2 separate regions of the Gossypium arboreum genome follow, and region 2 is linked to region 1. The links are chromatin contacts, called in public Hi-C maps. All regions are on one chromosome and are shown on one strand. Each heading gives the region's core, a stretch centred on a gene start, on an enhancer-like site or on the middle of the called end of the contact. The rest is flanking DNA. Distances are from core to core; before and after follow the strand shown.

Region 1 (6,777 bases), core at 1,729-4,228:
ATTTCCAAATAATCACATTGATCAATTACATTTTTAAATAACAAAGAATAAATTCAGGGATAAAATAATCATTTAAGAAATGGTGAACGTTAAAAGACAAAAAAAAGAAAAAAAAACCCAAGTCTAGGGTATGAAATTAATGGTCAACAACACATCATCCAAAGAAACACCCCACCACTACTAGACTTGCTCATGGGTCAGGTTACCCGGCCCGGCTCGAAGACCCGCAAGAAATGTAGGAAGGTTTGGGCAAAAATATAGGCACAAAAAATGGGCTTGGACAAAAAATTAAGGCCCGTTTAAAAAAGGGATCGAGCCTCGACTAAGGTATTTTTGGCCCGAGCCCTGCCCGAATTAACTAAATGACAAAAAAAATCTACTTTTTTTTGTTGTTTTTGAATGTTATTTTCCTGTTTTCTCCCTATTTTGCTATCATATTATTATTATGTTGCTACTATTTTGTTATTGTTTGGATATTATATAAAACTTATTTTATTATTAATTTTGTTATTATTTTAAAAGCATTTGTTAATTTTGTTATTATTTTAGATGTTTTACTTGTTAAGTTACATCTATCTTAGTACTATTTAAATCTACATATTTTTTAAAATTTATTTTTGAAAAATATTTATTTTAATTTTTTAGTATTTTGATGTATTATATATTTAAAATTATATAAAATAATATAAAAAATTAATATAGTAGCTAAGCTAGACCCAAGTTTTAGCATTTTTATTTGAGTCAAGCTTGAACAAAATTTTAAACTCACTTTTTAAACCTAACCCAGCCCAAACCCAATGAATGAGTCTAAATTTTTTGTAGGCCATGAGCATCTCTAATCACTACTACTATAAAAGAAGAAACGTACACGTGAGATGTTTCTAAATTCCAAAGGGGAAGTTGCTTATCATATCAAAAAGAAGATTCTCAGTTCCTCAAAGAACAAGTTTGATTTTATTTTATTTTTTTACAATAAATCAATTAAAAATCATTTAAACCCCAAATATTTTTTTATAGAAAAACATAGATGGTGTAACTTAAACCTAAAAATCAAAGCCCAATTTTTCAAGTTTGCCATTTTAACCAATACCTTACTAATATTTTATTTAAATTTTTTACATAACTAGCGTGCATATATACACAACAATTATTTTCTAAACGTTTCCATATGTTTCAAACGACCATATTCCCACACAAGGCAAAACTGTGAAGCACGCACAAAATTCAGAAGGGCAAAGAGTTCTGAGATTGGATGTGCATGACATACATGGACACTTTGCTTTCATATGGATCCATGAAAAAGTACTTCACCTCTAATTTCATTTTCGTCAGCATAACAAAAGTGTAGATCCTTTTACATCAAATGAGTACAAGCTTGATCACTAAACCCAAGAATTTATCCAGTGGCATATAATGATGAACGATGCTTTGACAATAGAGACTAGAAACCATTTGACAAGACAAAGTTACCTACGAACCGATGGCACAACGCCTCTACCACCTGTTGTGCCACGCCCGGCAGCTTGAGCCTGTAACACCAAAAAGAAACAAAATCATATTTGGAATATGAAGCTTATAGACAAGGAAAATTATAAGGAGATCACACAAAAAGAGCATGGTTCTTCGGGTTCCATCTTAATTACAGCGTAGGCACACTTACTTTGGCTCTCATTGCAACAGCTCTACCTCTGCCAACTCCTAGAGATGAGCTCTTACCCTTTGATGAAGTTAAGAAACAAAGTCAGAGGTCTTCTAACAAGTGCATAATGTAAGAAATGTGACACCTTGAAAGAAGATGAACCTTGATTTTAGCATCGAGGCGTTTGAACATAGGAGCATTCTTCAACATGTCCGGTATGACCATAAACCTGTCAAAATATACCCATCTATCAATAGACAAATAAAGTATGCCTGTTTTCATTATAACAACACCTATTACCATCAAATGCCGCATATCAATCCTACTAAAAACAATGAAACATGGTTGACTGAGGGAGGGAGAGACATGATACCTGACTTTACTGCCTCGAATGAAAACATGCTCAAGCTGTGATATCTTTCCATCCTGAAGCCAAGCCAATCAATCAGCTTAAAATCAGTTACAAGTGGAAGTAATATGAGAGGAAAGACAAGAACAACCTTGAGCCAAAGTGAACAACAACATGCTACCGATAATATATCTGGTTTTGGAAAAGGGATGAGAGAATATGCACTCAAATCACAATGAAATTCTGATGTCACTCATTCAACTTTTAATTAGATCTATTAAATAAAAAACAATGATACAAGAAGCTAGCAACTTAAACGCTTTATAAATCAGGTAACAACCTGAAATTTGTAGTATAACCTACAAAGAACCACACAACAGTCAATAAGCAAAATCCAGAGGCAAACTCAAATTTAGCAATGAGAAATTGCTGAGAAACATACTCAATTTTCAAACCCCAGAAACTCCATCCATCTCTTCCCCAATATCCTAAGGCTTAACCTGCTTATAAACTTAAGTCCAGAGTTCCGGCATGCAATGCCTAAATCTAACACCCAACACTGAAGTATTTTAAGGTTTATCACTAACTAAGCATAAACCCTAAATTCATCAGATCCAAATAAAAGTAAATAAATCAAAGTCGAAAGTGAATAGCTAAAGAAAAAAAGGGGGGATGTGAGAAAGAGAGGTACTTTAGCGGTGTAGGTGATGTTCTCGAGCTGGCAATTCCAGTTATCCTCGCATTCGACCATGCTTCCTCTGTAAAGCTCTCCGCTCTTAAGCTCCACCGTTACCACGTGGCCGGATGCCTCGTGCAGTAGCTTCACTGGTATGCCCAAGCTCCGGCTCATTGTTTCCCTCTCCTGTTTGTTTCTTTTTTTCTTTCTTTCTCGCTCGTCCGCTCTGCTCCTGCAGGAATCGCAAAACCCTAGAGCTGAAAGAAATGGATTTGCCCCGCGAGTTGTTTAAATTTCTAAATCTAATTCTTAGGGTCATAATTGTAATTCTGAAATATAGTGAGGACAAGTTTGGAGAAATTGATAGGCTAATATGGATGCATCAGAGGCGTTGTTTTACCTTTCTGATTATTCCTATGCCGTACGTTGGATTATTTTATTTGACTACTTGCCATGCCATTGTATGAAGATTACCCGTGAAGGTATAATTTTAGGCTTTAAATTATATCTCAATTCCTATATCGTATTTTAAGTTTTTATCAGAAGTGGTATTTAAACCATAAACTTTGTCTCATTCTATCAAAAAAATACTAATAAATAAAACGTGATGCATGTTACATTTTTATTGGATGTGGTATATTTTGTGAGATAAATAAGATAAAAAGATAATTCATATTACACTCCTTACAAAAGACTTTTAAGTACTAATCTAATAAAAGTTAGGGGCCAATTTGCTAATCAAACATTATTTTTTATGATGAAAAAGTTTTTATTTTGTAATTCATGCGTAGACTTATTCATGGGTCGAGTTGGGTTTGGATTGCGGTTAAATATCATTGTCAAAGCCTAGCTTAATCTGAAGTATGTTTAACGCCCTTAAAACATAGTGAATTTTTTCGTTAAATAAATAAGGTATATTAATGATAGTTAAAATAAGTAATATGTTGTGAGATATTAAGTTGAGGTATGGGTTCAATTGTAAAATTGTGAAAAGTAAAAAGGGTTCAATTGTAAATATTCAAAAGTTTAAAGGTTAAATTGAAAATATTAAAATTTGAAGGACCAAAGTTACAATTATACCAAAAGTGGGAATGCTTGAATGATACATGCATGGATGGGGTGAAATTATTAAATTTAGGCATTTATGAGTTGAAATGTCTTCATAACGTTTGGGGAGCTATCTCTTATTTTCAAAACTCAATTTGTATTACTTGATTTCAAGTCCAATAGCTCAAGTTATGACTATTTCAATGAAGACTGCACAAACAAAATTTTTAGACAGGATTATTATGGGAAATTACGAGTTTCAGATTTTATTAGAGTTTAAATTGATTTTTAGGCTTAGTTTTAATTACATATGAGTCCAATATTTTATTTATTAGGTTTTATATTTTTATTATTTATTCTAAATTTTAGGATATTTTTAAGCATTTTAAGTTATTTAAGAGTTTTATGTTTCTTAGTCAACTAGAAATTTTAGTTCAACTAGAACTACTTTTTGTTTAGATTAATTATAGTTTCATTCTATTAAAAAGTTTTATTTTGATGTAATAAACTAGCCAATATAAAGGTTTTTTGTAATACCCCAAACCCGGCCTAGATATTAGGCTCGAATCTGGCGTGTCACATTGAAGTGTTTTTCGAAAACCATGTTTTCATTGAAAGCCCCTCTTAATATTTTTTTTAAAAAAAAACTTTTGGTCATTAAAACTTGTACAAAACCCCAGTTTACGTTAGTTTAATTTCAAAGCATGGTTTATTGAAAAATACATAATTTTATTCCCAAAATCTCTTTTAGTTGCAGAAGCTAGTTTTAAAATAATTACTAAAACTTGATGTTAAAAAGTTAAGTTGCGAAAGCATTTTGAAAATGTTGCGGAAACGCTGTGTTGTTTTAAAAACAATTAACACTTTGGGAAAATTGTGATTTAATTCAAACAGATATAAATCAAAGTAAATGAAACCCAAAGTTAAAATCTAAAAAACCCTAAATCCTAAACCCTAAAAGGCCTTATTACAAAAATTAAAACCCAAAATGGAATCTAAACTTTAAATAAAGTCCAAAGCATAATAAGACTGCAATCATGTGACCATCTCCGAGTCCCTCGCAGCACCGATCCTCCTAATGCTGGGAATTACTTGTACAGTTAATAGACGGGGTTAGTCTATGAAAACTCAGTGTCTAATCCCCTTACTAGAGTAACGAGACGATATCAAAAGTAAATGAAAGCAGTATGGGCGAGGCAGATTAATGATAATAGTACAATCTAGTTCAGAGCATACGTGTGCCAAAGCCCATAACAGAATCAATTGGGCCTAGCCCATCTTAGTAATAAAACAAAATGTGTGAATGCATGGATGCATGCTAACCCATCCAACCTTGTACTTGCCTCCGTCCAACCCTGCACTACCTGTGGGGAATAACTCACCTACGCCATCCCTACACTTAAAATGTTAGCACCGGTTGCAGCACTAACCGAAATCGCAGCAAAGCTACTATATATATATTCCGCTTTAAGCCATCAGTAGCGGTATTACAATTGGCACAAAGCCATCAGTAATTGCAATAAGTTCGGCACATAGCCATTAGCGACGGTAATATAATCGGTACACAGCCATGGGTAAATATAATCAACACAGAGTCATCAATAAATATGATAAGCACATAGCCACTGGTAAATACGATTTGCACAAAGCTATAATCAACATAGCACAGAGCCATATTTAGGTTGGCACAGAGCCATAATCAGATTAAGCAGCACTAAGCCTTCTATCGGTCCACAGTAGTCTTGTTCGACCCGTGCGACCTTAACAGATTAATACTAGATCCACAGTTGTCTCGCGCGACCCGTACGATCCTATCAAAACTTCTTCCATATCAATGTCCCAACCCCATGCAATATGTCATGTATGTCATGCTCAATCATCACACGTGTATGTAAAATGGCCATGCTCAGTAACAATCATTTAAACATATATTAAAAGCATATCAGTCGTACAACCACCGTCAAGTCATTTAAAACATAGTCATACGATCACAGTCAAATCGATCAAATTTATAGTCTAATTCGGTCATTTACCCACAAGGGCAAAACTGTCATTTTACCCTACAGGGGTATTTCAGTAATTTTACACTACAAGGTTATTTTGGTAATTTTACAAATCGGGGGTATTTCGGTAATTTACAAATCGAGGCCTTAACGACCCAACAGATGATCCAGGTCGCCTTGAGTGACTTAAGTAACCTAAACAGACATAACAATGTAAATGGGCCTGAGGCCCATTCTCGGCTCAAGTGGACCCACACACGTGTGGCCCATTTAGCCCAAAAACAGCCACAGCTATGCGAACATCACAGTCCAGACAACACTTACCACATCACATACATTTATCCGTGTAGGGCCTACGAGCCCATTGGGCCCACACGACCTGTTTAGCCCAACAAGGCCCAAAATAGCCTAAGACCACGAGAGCACTCGTGGTGGCCTCTACAATCTAACGCACATGTCCGTGGGCTCGATTCACCATACGTGTGATTGTACGCCTATGTGGCATCATACCCCATATTTTCAACTTTTTGGTATTTCGCCGATCTACTGTCATAGCAGTGTAAATGACACATACTTTCAATTTTCAAACGATTACCGAATATCGCATGCAAAAACACACACTTTAGGCTTTTTAGCCGATCATCAAACATAGCATATGTTTACACACCTGCTCGTGAAACGAACTGCACCCCAAGTATCTTCGCACCTAGATTATTGCATCATAACGATTACTCATCCAACTCTTGTTATCAAAAGAAACCGACAAAAAACTAAATCAACTACTGTGACCTTACTAATAATAGAAATACCTGTTTCCCTAACTTTCAAACAATTGTCAGATCACCTTAGACTACAACCATCCCATAGAATCGATTCCAAACTAAAGGAGTAACACTCGAGTGCGCTGAGTCGAAATTGATGACCAAAAAGAAAGTGTGAAGAAGAGTGGCTGAATCGAAAACGTGAGTGATGTGACAGGAATATAGTATTCGACTACTACTGAGAGGAGAAGGAAAACAAATGAGGGAAAAAATAGAGAAGGTTATATTTGGCTGACAAGAGT
Region 2 (6,777 bases), core at 1,341-3,840, 340 kb after region 1:
TTAAAATTTTATCTTTTTATGTAAATTTAAACTTTTAGTTCATTAAAATTCAATTTTTATTCAATATTAAACTTTTATTTCTATTGAATTTTCCATTACTTTGTTTTTATTAATTTTTTTATCTAGGTTATGTTTCTAACTTTTCTTCTAATTTTGTTAAATGTTAATATTAATTGCATGATGCTTAATGTTTAGTACTTTCATCAAAGCAAAAATAGATAAATTTACAAATATATATATTTAAATGAAATAACAAAAAATTAAGTACTCTTCAAAATATAGGCAAACATCTCTATAACAACATTTAGTGAACTAATTTTTTATGTTTTATTTTAACTTTTATAACAACTTTTCACTTATAACAACAACATCCAAGATTATGAAACACATTCTTATTAAATTAGTTCTTTGAAATAGTAGGTTGTTGAAAATAAGTAAAATTTTAGCTATTTTATATAGATAGTTCTATTAATTATGATTTATTAAATAAAATTATCTTAATTAAAATATTATTTTAATAAAATGTTTAAATTTCATATGAAAAATCTATTAATAATAATTTTCAAAGAGTGGAAACACGATATCAATTCAATAAACTATTAAGTTCCTTAATTAAATATGCTACCATAAATTTTGATAACTATAAACTTATAAATTAATTACTTGAATTCAATAGCTTATAATAAATTAATTAATTTAATTTGATAACTCATATCAATTAAAAAACTAGTTAGATTTATAAAATTCAGAATTAATAATGTGAAAGAATATAAAATAAAAAAAATGCATAAATGCAATATGTAAGCACTTGCTATATGTATCTTTTAGCTTTGTTTATTTGATTCTCACTTTTTTAACATAATTTTACTTTCAAATAAATGTAAGCACTTGCTATATGTATCTTTTAGTTTTGTTTATTTGAGTCTCACTCTTTTTTTAACATAATTTTATTTTCTTTATTTGATAGAAATTTAATATAAAAATTATATGAATTTAAAGGTGAGCAAAATTAAGTTTGATTCAAAAATTCAATAAAAATTTAAATTTTGAATTAAATAGTTCGAGTTAATCGAGTTATTCGGATCAACTCGAATAAAAAATTAAATTTTTCGGTTTAACTCAAATATGGATTACACAATTTAAGTTATCCGAAAGTCCAAATAAGAAAAAGGCAAAACTATGTTGTTTTGATAAATGTTTACCCATCAGCCTTACTTATGTAGTTAAATAATCTTGTACTTTCCCTACTAGTTGAATAATTAATCCATGTAAATGCAATATTGAGTATAAATAATATGATTCTTTAACTCGACTCGAAAAATTTTCAAATTGAGTTCGGTTGGTAAAATAGGATTCGTCAACTCGACTAACTCAAATTTTTGACTCAATTTAACTCGACTCGATCAAATACAAACTGCTATATAAATTCTATTGTAAGTTTACAATAATTATCTCTCGATAATAATATATTGTTATAGGTGTATAACAACTACTTCTTTATAATATGCAAAATCATGATAAACAAATGATGAAGTCAATATATATGGTATATTTTAATACATGATTAATTAATTAAAAATAAAATAGTTATATATTTATATATATCAAATTAATAAAATTAAATCCCGCATCGCGAATTCCTAATTTTAATATAAAACAAAAGAGAATGAATTTGATAAAAAGATAGGAACGTGATTTTTGTTTCCATAATAACCAATAAAATCGTAGCATTTTGGATCATCTCGGCTTCTTCAGTACTCACTACCGCAGTAGAAGAAGAAGTGGGATTTATTATAATTAAAAATTTAATTCATTGAATTTTAACGGCAGCTGAGTTGTAACGTGTGAGTTTATGCTTTGTCTGTTCACAAAGGCATCCCAATCATACGGAAAATTACAGAAATGGAAGGACATCCTTTCAACTGTAACACTTTCTTTTTTCAGCTGAATTTGGACATGACCAATAAGAAAAGGTAAAATAGACCATTAGTCATTAAACTATAGATAAATTTTTATTTTGTCACTTAACTTAAAAAAGTTATAATTTGGTCATTGAACTATTTGAAAGTTTTCATTTAAGTTACTAGACTATTAAAATTGATGCTATATGGTTTTCTTTATTTGCACTACTTGCATCAATTGAAAGCTCTCTTCCCCTTTCTCTTCTACAATTTAATTTATTTTTTTATAAAATAACTTTAAACATCACGAATCTGCGAACTAAAATTCAAACAATTTTTTCTCTTATCTTCGATATTGATCATTCGATCAACTTAATTAAAATGTATATTCTTCTACTCCTCGATCTGTATTGATCCACCCTACTGATCGTCGAATAGTTACTTAGAGCTCATGATTGAACTTCAAAATAAAAATAGAAACTTTACAACCTAATGACTTAAATAATTTTTTTTGAATAGTTCAGCGACTTAAACAAAAACTTTTAAATAGTTAAGTGACTACATTGTTACTTTTTTTAATTAAATGATCAAAATAAAAATTTGCCATAATTTAATGACCTATGGTGTAGTTTACCCATAAGAAAAAAAATGAAAACTAATTGCTTATTATACGTTAAAAAAACCAACGGCCTAGATTTTATTGATGGAGACTTCCACATAAGTTAATCAGTTAATAAATAAGGGATTGGCGCTGGTGCTAATCAATTGTGTTATGCTTTGCCCTCTGTTTAAACCAAACTTTGCTTGAAGGGAAAAATGGAACTGAGCTGAGAGAACTTTGAGGGGCTGAATCTTGCTTGGACCGGCAAAGATGCTGGGTTCGTTGAGTCTTCTCGCAGCAACGCCTTTTGCTTTTCGTTCTTTCTCACCTTCACCTAACAACAATCGCTTTTTGGTAATTGTAGTTCGAACTTTTCTTCTTCTTCTTCTTGTATTTACTCAAATTTCTTAAAACTAGACAATTTGCATGACGTTCTACTCCTTCCTTCCATAGCCGTTAAACTTGTTTGTATTTCCAGAGTTCAGCAATTAATCATCAAATTGCTAAACAACTAGCCACTGAATCCGGACGTGGATCCCAAAAATTGCTTCGGCGACATGTATTTCCAGTTTATCGAAGGGTATGATTTCCGTTTTCAATTTCTTTTATGTGCTTGATTTTATTTTTCATGAATGCTAGTCCTAATTAGCCCTTGTGAAGATATTCCTCGCACATTGATGATAGTATTTTGGTGTTATCAAATATAAGTATTTTGGCGGTTGGTTATATCATCTCTGCTTAACTTTCCCCTCCAGGTCAGTTATGGTTCCCCAATATCAGCTGTTATGACTGATGATAGTTCAACAGTTACAACCTCCGAGGAAGACACGCAAAACATCGGTATCTTGGATATTGATTCTGCCCTCCGACAGTTTAAAGATCACTTTCAATATAGAATTAAGAAATATGTGGATCAGAAAAATCTCTTTGAAAATTATGAGGGAGGCTTGGAGGAATTTGCAAAAGGTCATTCCAATGCTATCTGCTTCTTAATTTGCTTTTCTCAAAGGCTACTTCAATGATGAAATTGCATGCTAGGTAGTAAATTCAATATTTTATATGTGAATGTTCAAACGAAATCTGTCTTTTACTCTCTTCTGTAGGTTATTTGAGATTTGGATTTAACAGAGAAGAGGATGGAATTGTCTACCGTGAGTGGGCTCCTCCTGCTCAGTAAGTTTTTGGTTTCTGAAACACAATTTTACTCGTAGTATTTGATTTCTTAGCTAGAGTCTTTTCCTTCATGAAGGGAAGCTCAAGTTGTTGGAGACTTTAACGGATGGGATGGTTCCAACCACAAGATGGAAAAAAATGAATTTGGCGTTTGGAGTATTAAAATTCCGGATTCTGAGGGAAATCCTGCTATTCCTCATAATTCAAGAGTCAAGTTCCGATTCAAGCATGGTGATGGAGTTTGGGTAGACAGAATTCCTGCTTGGATTAAGTATGCCACTGTAGACCCTACCAGATTTGGAGCTCCATATGATGGTGTGCATTGGGATCCTCCACCTTCAGAAAGGTGCAATTTCTGCACATTTTATGTGATATATTTTGATACTGATGATATGATACATTAAAAGTAGAAGAAATACATATAGTCAACAACTGTGTCGTGTCTTGGCCAACAAAAAAAAAAACTACTGTGTGGTCCAGGGTTTTGGACCTAGTTGTATTTGTGTGTGTGTGTTTTAAATCCAGAATTTAGGAACTGTTTATTAAGATAAGTTTGATATTGCTAGAGATTAAAAACTTGCTGCCATATCCACTGCAGTTCCAACAAAATTGAATTGATGCTGATTTTCTACTTTTAATTTGTGATTGAGAAAATTGTCCTAATGTATTTTTCATTGTTAATGCAGGTATGAATTTAAGTACCCCCGTCCTCCAAAACCTAAAGCCCCAAGAATATATGAAGCGCATGTTGGAATGAGTAGCTCTGAACCACGTATTAATTCATACAGAGAATTTGCTGATGATGTTTTACCCCGTATTCAGGCAAATAACTATAATACCGTACAATTGATGGCTGTAATGGAGCATTCCTACTATGCGTCATTTGGATACCATGTAACGAACTTTTTTTCTGTAAGCAGTAGATCTGGAACTCCTGAGGACCTCAAATATTTAATTGATAAAGCTCACAGCTTAGGTCTACGGGTCTTAATGGATGTTGTTCACAGTCATGCAAGTAACAACGTGACTGATGGACTTAATGGCTTTGATGTTGGCCAAAGTTCCCAGGAATCGTATTTTCACACTGGAGAAAGAGGTTACCACAAGTTATGGGATAGTCGACTGTTCAATTATGGTAATTGGGAAGTCCTTCGCTTCCTTCTTTCAAACTTGAGGTGGTGGCTTGAGGAGTTCAAATTTGATGGGTTTAGGTTTGATGGAGTGACTTCCATGTTGTATCATCACCATGGTATCAACATGCCATTCACAGGGGATTACAACGAGTATTTCAGTGATGCAACTGATGTTGATGCTGTTGTTTATTTAATGCTGGCCAATTCTCTGATAAATAGCATCTTGCCAGATGCGACTGTAATTGCTGAAGATGTTTCTGGTATGCCTGGACTTGGTAGGCCAGTCTCTGAAGGGGGAATTGGGGTTGACTACCGCCTGGCTATGGCCATCCCTGACAAGTGGATTGATTACTTGAAGAATAAGAATGATGAAGAGTGGTCAATGACAGACTTATCCTGTAGCTTGACAAATAGGAGATACACTGAGAAGTGTATATCCTATGCTGAGAGTCATGATCAGGTATAGAAAATGAGGAATTACTTTTCTGAACAATTTATTTCTAAATTTAGTTAAATAATTTCTTTAGGGAAACTTCTCCTCCTTTGGAATTTGTTCTTCCCACTTTCGGATGATTACAGAAAAGATAAGACATAAAGAAAGCTTGATTAATAAAATGTTTTCTATCCTCTTCCTTTTCTCCTCTATCCCTAAGCAAAGCCCGAGAGGATTTAAATCTTAAATGATTAATATCATAGCTGATCTCCTGGCCTGAATCTGATACTGTCTTTGCACTTCTTATTGTTCCCTTTTCTTTTAATGTTTGTATATTTTGCCATGTTTTGTGCTTCTTGGATATAACTCTTGTTTGGTGCAGTCTATCGTAGGTGACAAGACAATAGCATTTTTCCTAATGGATAAAGAAATGTACTCTGGCATGTCATGTTTAACAGATGCTTCTCCTACCATTGACCGAGGGATTGCACTTCACAAGGTTGGTGCTAGCTCAAATGTTAGAGGCTTCTCTCCTGTTTCCTTTATGTCTTGCCATGTTGATGGAATTACTGCCACCATGAATCTATGTGTGCATGCCTTGTTCTGAAAACCAGAAAAACTTCAATTATTTTTTTCAGCCTTCATATTTTGCGTCTGCATAGATCATTTTCTTTATTCAGTCATTATTTTCATTGCTTCTTTCTCACTCTTAACTTTTTTCTTTTATTTAAAATTTCCTTTGCAGATGATACATTTTATTACTATGGCATTAGGAGGAGAGGGCTACCTTAATTTTATGGGAAATGAGGTAAACATTCTGGCTCAACTGTGCATACTGGAGAGTAATCAAGACTTTATTTAGGTGGATACTAGAGAAAGTATCATGTCTAGGAAAAGTAAGGAGATTTTTCAGTGCTATGATTTTATCAGAATGAACCAATGAATATCTGTGAAGGCCCTTTAAGTCAAAAGGACATGAAAATAATAAAGGGGTGATAGGCTATATCTGCCTAGAGGGCAATTTTCTGATATAAGGGTTTGTTTTCTCTTTTAACAAATAAGGTTACTAGATATATCTTCTGCTTGTTTGTACAGTTTGGACATCCTGAATGGATTGACTTTCCAAGAGAAGGCAATGGGTGGAGTTATGAAAAGTGCAGAAGGCAGTGGACCCTGGTGGATACCGATCACTTAAGATACAAGGTCAATGGTCATTTTATTAAGAATTTGTTAAAATTTCTATTCTGTATTCCATCCTTGACCCATCTCCTTATCCTTCTCCGGTGGACAGCAGATGCTAAGATTTGAACATTTTAGCATTAGGGCATAAGCTAGTGAATATGTGGCAAGAGACCGATTAAATTTCTTTCTACCTTTTCATTTCAATAACATAATGCTAAGATCCGGATCAAAATCCAAGTTGAACATGGACCATTGTTTGCAATTTGGTGATCATTTTGGAAATGCTCACCTGCTTTTTTAACTTTGAAGGCATCTGTATAATCTATTTACAGACTGAAATTTCTTTTGTATTAA

Evidence for each region. Hi-C and Micro-C count contacts between places; a contact is called where the count stands out from the background.
Region 2: a contact with region 1 is called in a Hi-C map of leaf, with 3 times the contacts expected there. The contact joins the promoter of LOC108476056 here to the promoter of LOC108475414 in region 1. A contact is called at or near these places in 2 of 5 Hi-C or Micro-C datasets (both in leaf).

The regions. Positions count from the first base shown.
Region 1 is chr3:107,185,689-107,192,465 of ASM2569848v2, forward strand. It overlaps LOC108475414 (small nuclear ribonucleoprotein SmD3b), which reads right to left and starts at 2,979. Exons shown (of 5, transcript XM_017777377.2): 1 at 2,680-2,979; 2 at 2,013-2,065; 3 at 1,802-1,868; 4 at 1,661-1,717; 5 at 1,276-1,529. The coding sequence starts at 2,838. The coding sequence ends at 1,467.
Region 2 is chr3:107,522,709-107,529,485 of ASM2569848v2, forward strand. LOC108476056 (1,4-alpha-glucan-branching enzyme 1, chloroplastic/amyloplastic-like) reads left to right here and starts at 2,591. Exons shown (of 15, transcript XM_017778123.2): 1 at 2,591-2,856; 2 at 2,981-3,082; 3 at 3,258-3,468; 4 at 3,606-3,675; 5 at 3,752-4,021; 6 at 4,362-5,268; 7 at 5,624-5,740; 8 at 5,987-6,049; 9 at 6,337-6,444. The coding sequence starts at 2,773.